Linked DNA regions of Mus musculus: all the other regions are linked to region 3. The links are chromatin contacts, called in public Hi-C and promoter capture Hi-C maps. All regions are on one chromosome and are shown on one strand. Each heading gives the region's core, a stretch centred on a gene start, on an enhancer-like site or on the middle of the called end of the contact. The rest is flanking DNA. Distances are from core to core; before and after follow the strand shown. Region 1 holds the start of Hltf (helicase-like transcription factor). Region 2 has its middle 24 kb from the start of Gm31320. Region 3 overlaps Gyg (glycogenin).

Region 1 (3,159 bases), core at 538-3,037, 73 kb after region 3:
TTTGTTAGAAACTTTCTCATAATAAATTAAATATCATTAGAATTATATTACTAAATAACAAAGATGCCCTTAATAAAGATTATTGTTCAAAGAAAATTATATATATATATATATATATTCTCAATCTGTCCATTTTCTTTCTCTCACACACATTTTCACATACATTCATTTCAGAGAACAGGAATACATAAGAAAGAACAAGGACTGTTTTTACTACAAAAATGAATAACCTAATGCAAAACATGATGGATTTGAAGTCATTTCTTAAATTTACCACGTTCCTCAGTAATCACAAGGACCAAATGTGTGGGCAAAAGTGCTTTATAAACTATAAGCATAGGAGAAAAGTAAGAAGTTAATCAGTTAGTCAAGGTATTTATGACTAGCCTTTCATTCAAAGTAAAACATTCATTGTATACATCACCTTTTACTATAACTTACTGTTAAAACCATAAACATACCATAATTTTATTATCTAATCTTTTACTTACAACTCCTGTGTAATAGCGTAGTCCAACAACTTGTCCTCTCATAGTTCCAAATAAAACCAAATCTTGCTCTTCATCACTCGTTAGGAAGTCATCTGGAGGAATAATGTCTTGGAATTCAAAATGTGGCAAGAAAGTTGAGTATGAAAGTCTTGGAATATTTTCGTGTGATCCATACTGGACAGACTGCGAATACTTCCAAACAGGACCCCTGTTTTAAAACAAAACAAAAAACCAAAAACAAAACAGGACTTGTTTTTCTTTTTTTGGTTTTTCGAGACAGAGTTTCTCTGTATAGCCCTGGCTGTCCTGGTCCCCTAACCCCTTCCCCTCTTCTCTTTCCTTTTCTGAAACTGGGTTTCTCTGTGTAGCCTTGGCTGTCCTACTCGCTCAGTAGACCAGGCTGGCCTCAAACTCAGAGATCCACCTGCCTCTCCCTCCCAGGTACTTGGCTACCACTGCCCGCTATGAAAATAACTTTAAATTTTAACATAAATGCATCCACAGCATCCTCTGCTTTAACTCCTTTGGAACAGAACACATTTTAAATCGAGCATCTAAATTGTGACACTATAGAGAACTGACCTTGAAGCCCCATTATTTTAAAGGATAGGGATAATTGTTGCAAAAATGGGCATGAAAACCACAGTAGATGATGAAAAGAGGTGTTTGCTGGAAGCCTCCTAGAAGATGTAGTTCTCCTAAAAACACACGGGGCTATCAAGTCGCGAGTTTCCCTCTCAGCTCCTCTGCAAATATGCTTTAGTGCGCTTTTGCATAGTGCCGGGAAATACAAGTTGGAAGCTGTTACCATAACAATGCCTAGCGAACAGTGGGATAACATTGGTGAATAAATCACCCCCCGCTTCCACCCCCCCCGCCACCCCCCCCCCCCCCCCCCGCCAAGCCCTTGACGCAGATTCTCCGAGGTCGCAGCCACTCTGGTCAGCCGCGACAATGCATTGGTGCCTCCAGGAGCAACACCGGCAAGCGACCCGCAGAAGGGATGCAAACTGCACCTATAAAGCGCCCGGGCGCGCACCTTCACTAGAATAGAGCGCAGAGCAATTGGCCTCACGCCCAGCCCCCCTCAGCCCTTCACCTCGTGAACGTATAGGACATGGCGCGGGGCGGGGTGACTTCGGGATGCCCTGGGCTCCCCAGATCTTCCCAGACAGCCTGATAAAGCTCCTCAAGGCGTCGTGGCCCAGGCGCCGGAATCCAAATCAGAACCGCCAGGCCGCGTCCGCCCGGTGAGACGTGTCCACACCACTCCTTCCTGCAACAGTCTGAGAAACCGGTGACGTTCTGCGATCGGCACCGCCAGGGCCCAATCCAAAGGAAGAGTCTACGAAGACCAACCAATCACAATACAAGAGGGTGGGGAGCTCCGCCCAGTGCTGCGATTCAAAGGCAGTGCGGCGCGTCCGGGTTCTACCTGGTTCTTCCGCAGTCCGAGACGCCTTGCACGGTAAAACATCGAGGCTTCTTGAGTGAGCCACAGGGCTCAAGGTTCTGACGGACTAGGGGGAAAGAGGTCTTCTAGCCACTGCCCTAACTCCTCAAGGATGTCCCCATAGGTCAGACGCTCCCTATCTGATGGAATGCCTAACAGGGCCTACTCCAGTAGGAGCCCTGGGTGGGATACCTGCATTTCCTCTGCTGAGCCCTGACTCTATTTATTCTTAGCGACCTCCGTGTATGCGAGACCCTGAGTTCTGGAAATCTGAATGAGAACTTACGAATTTCCTTCTCCCATCTCGCTTTTATTGTGTTTAAAGAAATTTTTTTCCCTTGGTAGAAGAAAGCCATAAAGTAATACAACCTTATAGCTCTTGCTGAAAAAGGCAGACTGGTCCAACATTAGTTGTAAGGTCCGAGGTGGTGGCTGGGGCTACGTGTGTTTTCTTAGGAAAATGAAGGAGGCACTATAAAGAAACTTTTTTTTTCTCTCTTTTTTTTTTTAATTAGGTATTTACTCGTTTACATTTCCAATGCTATCCCAAAAGTCCCCCATACCCACCCACTCCCCCTTTTTGGCCCTGGCGTTCCCCTGTACTGGGGCATATAAAGTTTATATGTTTATACTTTATAATCTAAAGGGACATTTCACTTTGGAGTTTTGTATGCAACAGTATCAGGCAAGGTAAAGGTAATTCCAGCATCTTGAAAGACCATAAAACTACTTTTGATGAAGCAGCCATTAACTGCTGCATCTTCTGCTGCACCAACAGTAGGAAGCTAAAGGTATTGCCCAGCCAAACATAATAGGGTGTGCTGTAAACCATCGGAATGTCTAGATGTGTTTGTAAACATTTTAAACACTGGAAGTCATCCTTCCTAGAGTGGTCCATTTTATGCTTCCATCAGCAGAGGATGAAAGGTGGTCAGTAAGATGTTTTAAGAGGCACATGTTCATTGTCTTAAATATTGATGATCTGTGAACTAAAAGTAAAATGTGACCATTTGAGGATTGTCTGCTGGAATGGCACCCTAGGGAATGCTATGATAAAAAGAAAGGAGAGAGAGAGAAGCAAAAACAAGAAAACTAACTTTAACAGTATTAAGAGACAATTTATGCTGGAGGCAAATATCAGTCATTGGCCTGGGAACACAGAATTAGGCCACCCCAAGTGCTATGTTTCAATTGAAGCCATTTCATGAAGCTTTT
Region 2 (3,221 bases), core at 285-2,784, 68 kb before region 3:
GACCCAGGTTCTATTCTCAGCGCCCACCTGCAGCTCACCACCCTCTGTAACCACAGTTCCTCTTCCGGTGTCTGTGGCACTGCACGACATGGTGTATGTTCATGCAGGCCAAACATACATACATAAAATATAAGTGTTAAGTAAAGACAGCTCTTGCCTCACAAGCAGCACTGTTGTACTTAATATCCTAGCCATTGCCAGTTCTGTCCGTTGGCATCAGCCTGTGCACCTCCCATGCCAGGGCCTTTATTAAAAATTCTTTCTGTCTCTGCCAGCACACAAAGCAAAGGAAAAGGATCTTCGCTGCTCTTAACTTCCACGTTCATAGACCAGACTCGCAAATACCCACAGAAGTTACATTCAAAGTGAGACTAGTATTTTATTATGGTTAAGCTGAAATAACAAAATACTATAGACAGCAAAAAATTATTTTCTCACTTCTACCAGACCAGGGTCTCACTCGCATGACCCCACTGCATCTTTAGAGACTTTATCCCCAAACTCAGCAAATCACTCAGTCACGCCTTGGTGGGAATAGCGTCCAACAGTGGCAGATCTGAACCACAAGGTGGCGCTGCTACTCAACTCCTAAACCTTGTCAGGCCCGTTTTGTTTTGTATTATTTTGTTTTGTTTTGTTTTGTTGTTTTGTTGTTGTTGTTGTTTTTGTTTGTTTGTTTGTTTGTTTTTTTTTTTTTTTTTTTTTGCTAAAACCTTCAGAATTTGAGAGAAGCTAAAAAGCTGGATGAATTTTTTTTTTTTTTTTTGAGTGATCATCGCTTTCCCAATGAAAAAGATAGGTAAAACTGAAGACGGGGACCATGTGGTTCTACAAAGACTTTCATCTGCATAAGAAAAAGATGGAATCTTTCATAAAGAAAATACAAGGATTCTGTGACATCCACTTCATACCGGACTCATATGAAACCCCCAAATTACCTGTATAATATGCTCAAGATTGAAAGATTGTCATCAGCCAGTTTGTCCAGTGCATACTTTGCAGTTATATAACACTAAGGCTGAGTTTTCTCTGGTCTATTAAGACAGGTGAGGAAGATAGTAAGACCACAGTTACATGTATAAACAAACCTGTAATTTATACAGTGTATTTATAGGCACAGTAATGAGCTGACTTCTCCAGACAACTAGCCTCCACAGCTAGCCTTCATGGTGACTTGCATTGCCTTGGTGTCTAGGTTAATGGGAAACAAGGATGAACTCCATCCCACCTGGATCTCTAGCCCACTGGTCTGCGAGAGAACCCAGGCAGTAGATCTCTAGACCGTCCTCCCTCAGCCTCAGAGGCCCCCTGGGCTTGGACACCTTGTGGAGACAAGCATGGAACAATTACTGTTAGAAATGCCCATGGACAAAGACAATGAGATCCAGAGACTCACCTAAGTTCCCTCCGTTTATGTTATGGTCAAACATCTAATCACCTTTCTTCATACACTGGCTCCCGTTTCTTTCTCCCCCGCAGGAGGAGGCTTGTTGCCACATGACAAGCTTTCTTCATAGCTTCACCCTTGACTATGATTTCCAAGCAAAAGTCTGTGGCCTATTTCTTGTGCCAATTCCCGTTGTCATGTGACTCATGTGAGGGCTTCGGACGTTTCCACCGAGCCGGTGGATTTTAGATAAGGAACTACAAGCACGAGCACTTCCCTTTCAGTTAAAATCCACTCCGCCTGGCTGATGGCATTTGCTTGGTTTTGATCATCTCCCTTCTACTCTGTCACCTCCCAAGATTTATTTCCTTGCCAAATATCTCTAAATTTTCTTGTTTGAGTTACTCATATTGCTTCTTGAACCAGAAAAAAACTAAGTTCAAATTTCAGATCTGCCAACTTGCATCAATTGTATAAAGAATTAATTTATGCCATACACAACAGCTTCTAAACACAGGCTGAGTTTCTGGCCAGGAAAAGCATTCTTATCTTAAAAGAAGAGTAATCTTCTCAAACAGGTTCCTCGTGGCTCGTCAGATTTCTTTTATGGGGGAGACATCAGCAACCTAGAATATTGTAGTGAATGCAGACCAGAAATTAACTGAGTTACTATGTTTCTAAAACACACTCAGGGTGTTGCCTCCTGTGGCCTGGTCCTTTCTGATCAAGCTCTTCTTCCAACAAATCTAAACATGGTCCCATGCCCTGTACCAATTACATCCCTCCTCTCACCCTCCTCTCGTATCAAATCAAAACCACTGGTCTCAGGGACCTATCTCCTAGTCCTTCTGGATTGTAATAGCCTTCGCCTACCTAAATGAAGATCTGTGACATGCTGAGCTGTCAGGTAATCTCAGTGACTGAATTCTGGTCCCTGACCTGGGGTGTCTAAGGTCTGACACGGTCACCTCTAACCTGAGTAATCCATAGACTCACATAGGAGCTAGATCTTAGGATAGGTTTGCATGCGGACGAGGTCTTCTCCTCCATCTCACTTTAACTACCTTGTCCCATCTATCATCTATTTGGGAGAACACAGGATATTTGAGCATACTCCAGAGTCAGACATCATGGCACTACCTGCAATCTAAACAGTGCGAATGATAAGGAGAAATCACTTTTCTATCAATTCAACACTAGGCTGGGAAAACTAACAATAAACCTTTAAAAAAAAAAGGCATTAAAGACAAGTGAGGGAACCAGGTCACCTCTCCAGTCTACAGAATAAAAAGAAAAAAAAATCAGTATTAAATCCAGTGTCTGAATGGTGGAGAACCCTTGCTCATTCTCAAAAACTAAGTACAGCTAGAGACACAAAATTAGGATCTACACCTGCTAAGGATGTTCATCAACAGTCTCCATAGAATTACAGGGCAGATTTGTTGTGACAAGACCCTTTGACAAAAAGTGTGACCTTACGTTAGTACAAACATGAGACGTCTTTAGAGTAGACTCAAAGAGCAGCCTGAGCATGACACAAAATTAGAAGATGAGATGAAAAGTGATGATCAGGGAGAAGCCAATCAGAATTGTGAGAATCAGAACAGTACCTAGAAATAGTACCTAGAACAGTACCTAGAAATAGTACCTAGAAATAGTACCTACAACAGTACCTAGAAATAGTACCTAGAACAGTGCCTAGAAATAGTACCTAGAACAGTATCTAGAAATAGTACCTAGAACAGTACCTAGAAATAGTTCCTACAACAGTACCTAGAACAGTACCTAGAAATAGTACCTACAACAGTACCTAGAAATAGTACCTAGAACAGTG
Region 3 (3,439 bases), core at 81-2,580:
GGGCTTGCTTACAGGTTCAGAGGTTCAGTCCATTATCATTAAGGTTGGAATATTGCAGCATTCAGGCAGGCATAGTGCAGGAGGAGCTGAGAGTTCTACATCTTCATCTGAAGGTTGCTAAGAGATTACTGGCTTCCAGGCAGCTAGGTTGAGGGCATTTAAGCCCATCCTTACAGTGACACACATACTCCAACAAGGCCACACCTCTTAATAGTGCTGTTCCCTGGGCTGAGCATATGTAAACCATCACACACAGTTTATCCCTCTGTCCACACATCTTCACTTGCAAATGTTCATTGCAATGAGTCATTGGTATGGCTCAAGATCTCTGGCTTCTGTAACATCATTAATGGTGGATCCTCTCTGAGACTCCTCCCAGTTATCCTGTTGTCGCTCATAGAGATCTTGCCGTTTTGGGTCAGCAGAACTGGCCCTTTCATGAACTCAAACAGTTCATAGATAATGTAGATTTGGGGGTGGGCCAACTCAAAACCCTGCTTCTGGGCCTGGCTAATAGCTGAGCTGGTCAGCCTGACAGCTGTCCTGCATCCACACCACCAGGGCACCAGGGCAAGCTCTCCAGCCCTGTTCAGCTAGGCTACCCAATGCTGTGGCAGGAGGCAGGGTCAGCTCTCCTGCTCTCGTGCCCTCGGGCCAGCTTGCATGTACCCACACCTCCAAAGCCAGCCCCGCTGTGCTGCCCAGTCCATGCACTGGGCTCACTCTCCCAAGTGCTACAGCCAGTGAGGGGCTGGACCAGATCTCCCACTCTCACATACTCAGGGCCAGCTCACCCAACTACTGCAGGTGGTGAGGGATGGGCATCACCCCTGTGCCCATTCTGCCTGATGGCAGACAGTGGCAAGGCCAGATCTCCCACACTCACAACCTCAGCCTGCTCCCCTAAATGCTACTGCTGTTGACAGGAGGTGGAGCCAGCTCTCCAGAGTGCTATAGCAGTGAGGGGTGACATCAGTTCTGCATAGCCTTTGGATATCGACATGGTCCCAGGAGGCTGTCCAGACCAGGGATTTCCCCATGGTCTCTAGTGGTAATATAAGCCACAGGCATCAACACCAACTTGCTGTAGCATGGCCACAGACCCAGGCATGGCCCTCAGTGCCAACGTGGTCTGGAACTTCCCCCATGGTCTCAGGTAGCAGGGCTGCCTAGTCCTCCCCACCCTCTCATCTCCAGTTCTGTCTCTATTCATAATGCTCAGTGTTCTGCTTCTCTTTCTCTCTGTCTGTCCACCACATACTTACACACTGTAGTGGCTTCCACTCCAGGCTTGCCACATGTCTGGCCGGCCTCTGGGTGACCTCATCTGCTCCGCTGCGTGGCATAGCAGCAAGCAGGACTCTAAGTGTCTAAGCCTGCCCATGTGACATGGCAGTGAGTGGGTCTCTGGATGTCTTCCTCCTGCTGGGCTGAATTTTGCTGCACTGCAATGGTGGCATACAGGCCTCTGTGTGTCTACAGCCTACCTGTGCCATGCAGTAGAGGGCAGGTCTCTCTGGGTGTATCTCCCCACCAGCACTGCATGGCATGGCTGGAAAAATATTCTTTAAGTCATTCCCTCATGCCCATAATGTAGATGTAAAAAGTCTGAAACTTGAAATCAGATAAATTGAAACCTTGGACACAAAAACTAGCCAAGTGTTTGAGACCTTCTGCTCATCGTTTTTGTATATAAGACTATTGGCTAAATCCTTTAGCCTCCTTGGCTGTTCTGCTAAGCAGCTAGTATACTGTGATAGAAGCGAAGGCACTCCTTAACTTTTGTGACCAGTGTGGGACCCAGATAGTACTTCTCATACTGCAATAGCTCTACACGATTTCAGAGATTGTTCTCTGCTGTAACTACTTTACATAAAACTGGCAAGTTAGTCTTCATTGCTATTCCTGAGTGCAGTCTGTTTCCCATTTAGCACTGCCTTATCACTCCCTTTGCCTCAGTCACCCAGGAGCTCTTGGGCTGGCCCAGACCAACCACCTGTTTAGTGACCAGTGCAGGTGCCAGCTCTTGCATGTTTTCTTTCTCTTGCTCTCTACCACTATCCATTTCTATAACCATTGTATATGTGGCAGTTTAACTACTAAAGTTTGGAGAAGTCCTCAGTCCTTGCTGCCCAGAAACGAGTGCCGTAGCCTCAGCCAAAACCACCAGCGACTGCTGCCTGGTTCCTGCACAGCCAGCCTTGCATCATTCTTCTCTCTTCCCTGCTTCCTCCCAGTCTTCAGGATCTGCTGCTTGTCTTCTCTTACGTAGTCTGCTCCAATCAGCGTTTTAGAAAGCTACACAAATCCTATGTTTTGTTACAGAAATCTGGTCATTGTGCCATGTAATAATTTCTATGATCCTGCTAATCTTTATCTAAGAAATTCTTTACCTTAGGTCAAAAAGAGCAATTCCACCCACATCTCAGACATCTTATACACTGGTTCTCAACCTGTGGGTCAACTCCTTGGGGAGTTGAACAACCCTTTCACAGTAGTCACATGTCAAATTTTCATTATGAAACATAGCAGTAGCAAACTTAGGTTGAGGGACACCACACGTGACAAACAGCATCTACCTTAAACAAAGCTTATTAAGTAATTTAGGACTGCTTTGTCTATAAAAAAACTAACCACTCGATTTAGGTTTTTTTTCCTCTCTCTCTCTATTAGGATAGAATAAGTAAAGATATTTCATAGGAAGAGGATCATTTCTTTATTACAAAAGGTAATAGTGATCTAGCTAATGAGTATTGGAAACTGGCATTCATGAATGTAGATCCCAAGGCCTGGACCACAGTGAAATGTAGGCCTGTGGGTATCTCCAAATGCCATTGCTGTGGACATTCAAGAGGAGGACCCTGGGCCCCAGCATAAATCCAGGGAGGTTGTGGGGAGGATCTGAAGATGAGCTGTGCAGATGGGTTGGCTCGTTTTGTCCTCCTCCTCCATGCAGCTTGAAGCCCCAGTGTGCAGACTGAAGTCCCAGGTACAGGAGAGCATTAGATGATCAGTGCTCTGCACAGTCTATGCATTGCTCGCTGTGGACCTGAGATACACCATCCTCTTCTTGTTCCGATTTTCCTTTTTCTCCCCAGACTTTGTATAAACTTTATCCTTCTAAGAACAGTGCTCAGACTCTTGGTACTATGGAATTTTCCTGTTGGTTACTTCTACTGCAGAATCCTCAACTATACTATGTATTCCCTTTTCTGCTTAGATTGGATGCCCATAGGTGGAGATTAATAGATGCCACTCATCAAACAATGCCCAATACTCCCAAGCGTGTGTTTACAGAATAACTTATACTGGCCTGGCTTAATCACAGCCTGTTCATTCACTAGCCCTGTGATTTAGCCTTTGACATACTCTTTAACTTTTAGCCTTGCCTGCCCTCCGACTCACACAGTAGTTTTAGAGACGAAATGAGGTACACAAT

Evidence for each region. Promoter capture Hi-C pulls out the DNA fragments that hold promoters and counts their contacts. Hi-C and Micro-C count contacts between places; a contact is called where the count stands out from the background.
Region 1: a contact with region 3 is called in a promoter capture Hi-C map of the C10 cell line. The contact joins the promoter of Hltf here to the enhancer-like site in region 3. A contact is called at or near these places in 2 of 39 promoter capture datasets (the C10 cell line and neutrophils), 2 of 484 Hi-C or Micro-C datasets (the HPC-5 cell line and nephron progenitors), 2 of 115 datasets of contacts at active chromatin or transcription factors (the SCID.adh cell line and embryonic stem cells) and 3 of 9 other capture datasets (adipose tissue, liver and pancreatic islet).
Region 2: a contact with region 3 is called in a Hi-C map of bone marrow-derived macrophages, with 2.3 times the contacts expected there. The contact joins two enhancer-like sites. A contact is called at or near these places in 1 of 39 promoter capture datasets (liver), 1 of 15 datasets of contacts at CTCF or cohesin (the NIH/3T3 cell line), 22 of 484 Hi-C or Micro-C datasets (the G1E-ER4 cell line, Sertoli cells, bone marrow-derived dendritic cells and 13 more), 5 of 115 datasets of contacts at active chromatin or transcription factors (bone marrow-derived dendritic cells, bone marrow-derived macrophages, cardiomyocytes and 2 more) and 2 of 9 other capture datasets (adipose tissue and pancreatic islet).

What each region holds. Positions count from the first base shown.
Region 1 is chr3:20,056,439-20,059,597 of GRCm38.p6, reverse strand. Hltf (helicase-like transcription factor) reads right to left here and starts at 1,787. Exons shown (of 25, transcript NM_009210.3): 1 at 1,591-1,787; 2 at 492-699. The coding sequence starts at 1,610.
Region 2 is chr3:20,196,449-20,199,669 of GRCm38.p6, reverse strand. No RefSeq gene overlaps it. Among named protein-coding and RNA genes, the nearest start is that of Gm31320, 24 kb to the left of the region's middle. Within about 2 kb of position 1,534, at least 12 of the 459 cell types and tissues checked have an H3K27ac peak or open chromatin away from gene starts, as enhancers often do. A contact at or near this core is called in bone marrow-derived macrophages, where this site is marked.
Region 3 is chr3:20,128,467-20,131,905 of GRCm38.p6, reverse strand. All of the region lies in intron 5 of Gyg (glycogenin), which reads left to right. Among named protein-coding and RNA genes, the nearest start is that of Gyg, 25 kb to the left of the region's middle. Within about 2 kb of position 1,330, at least 43 of the 459 cell types and tissues checked have an H3K27ac peak or open chromatin away from gene starts, as enhancers often do. A contact at or near this core is called in bone marrow-derived macrophages, where this site is marked.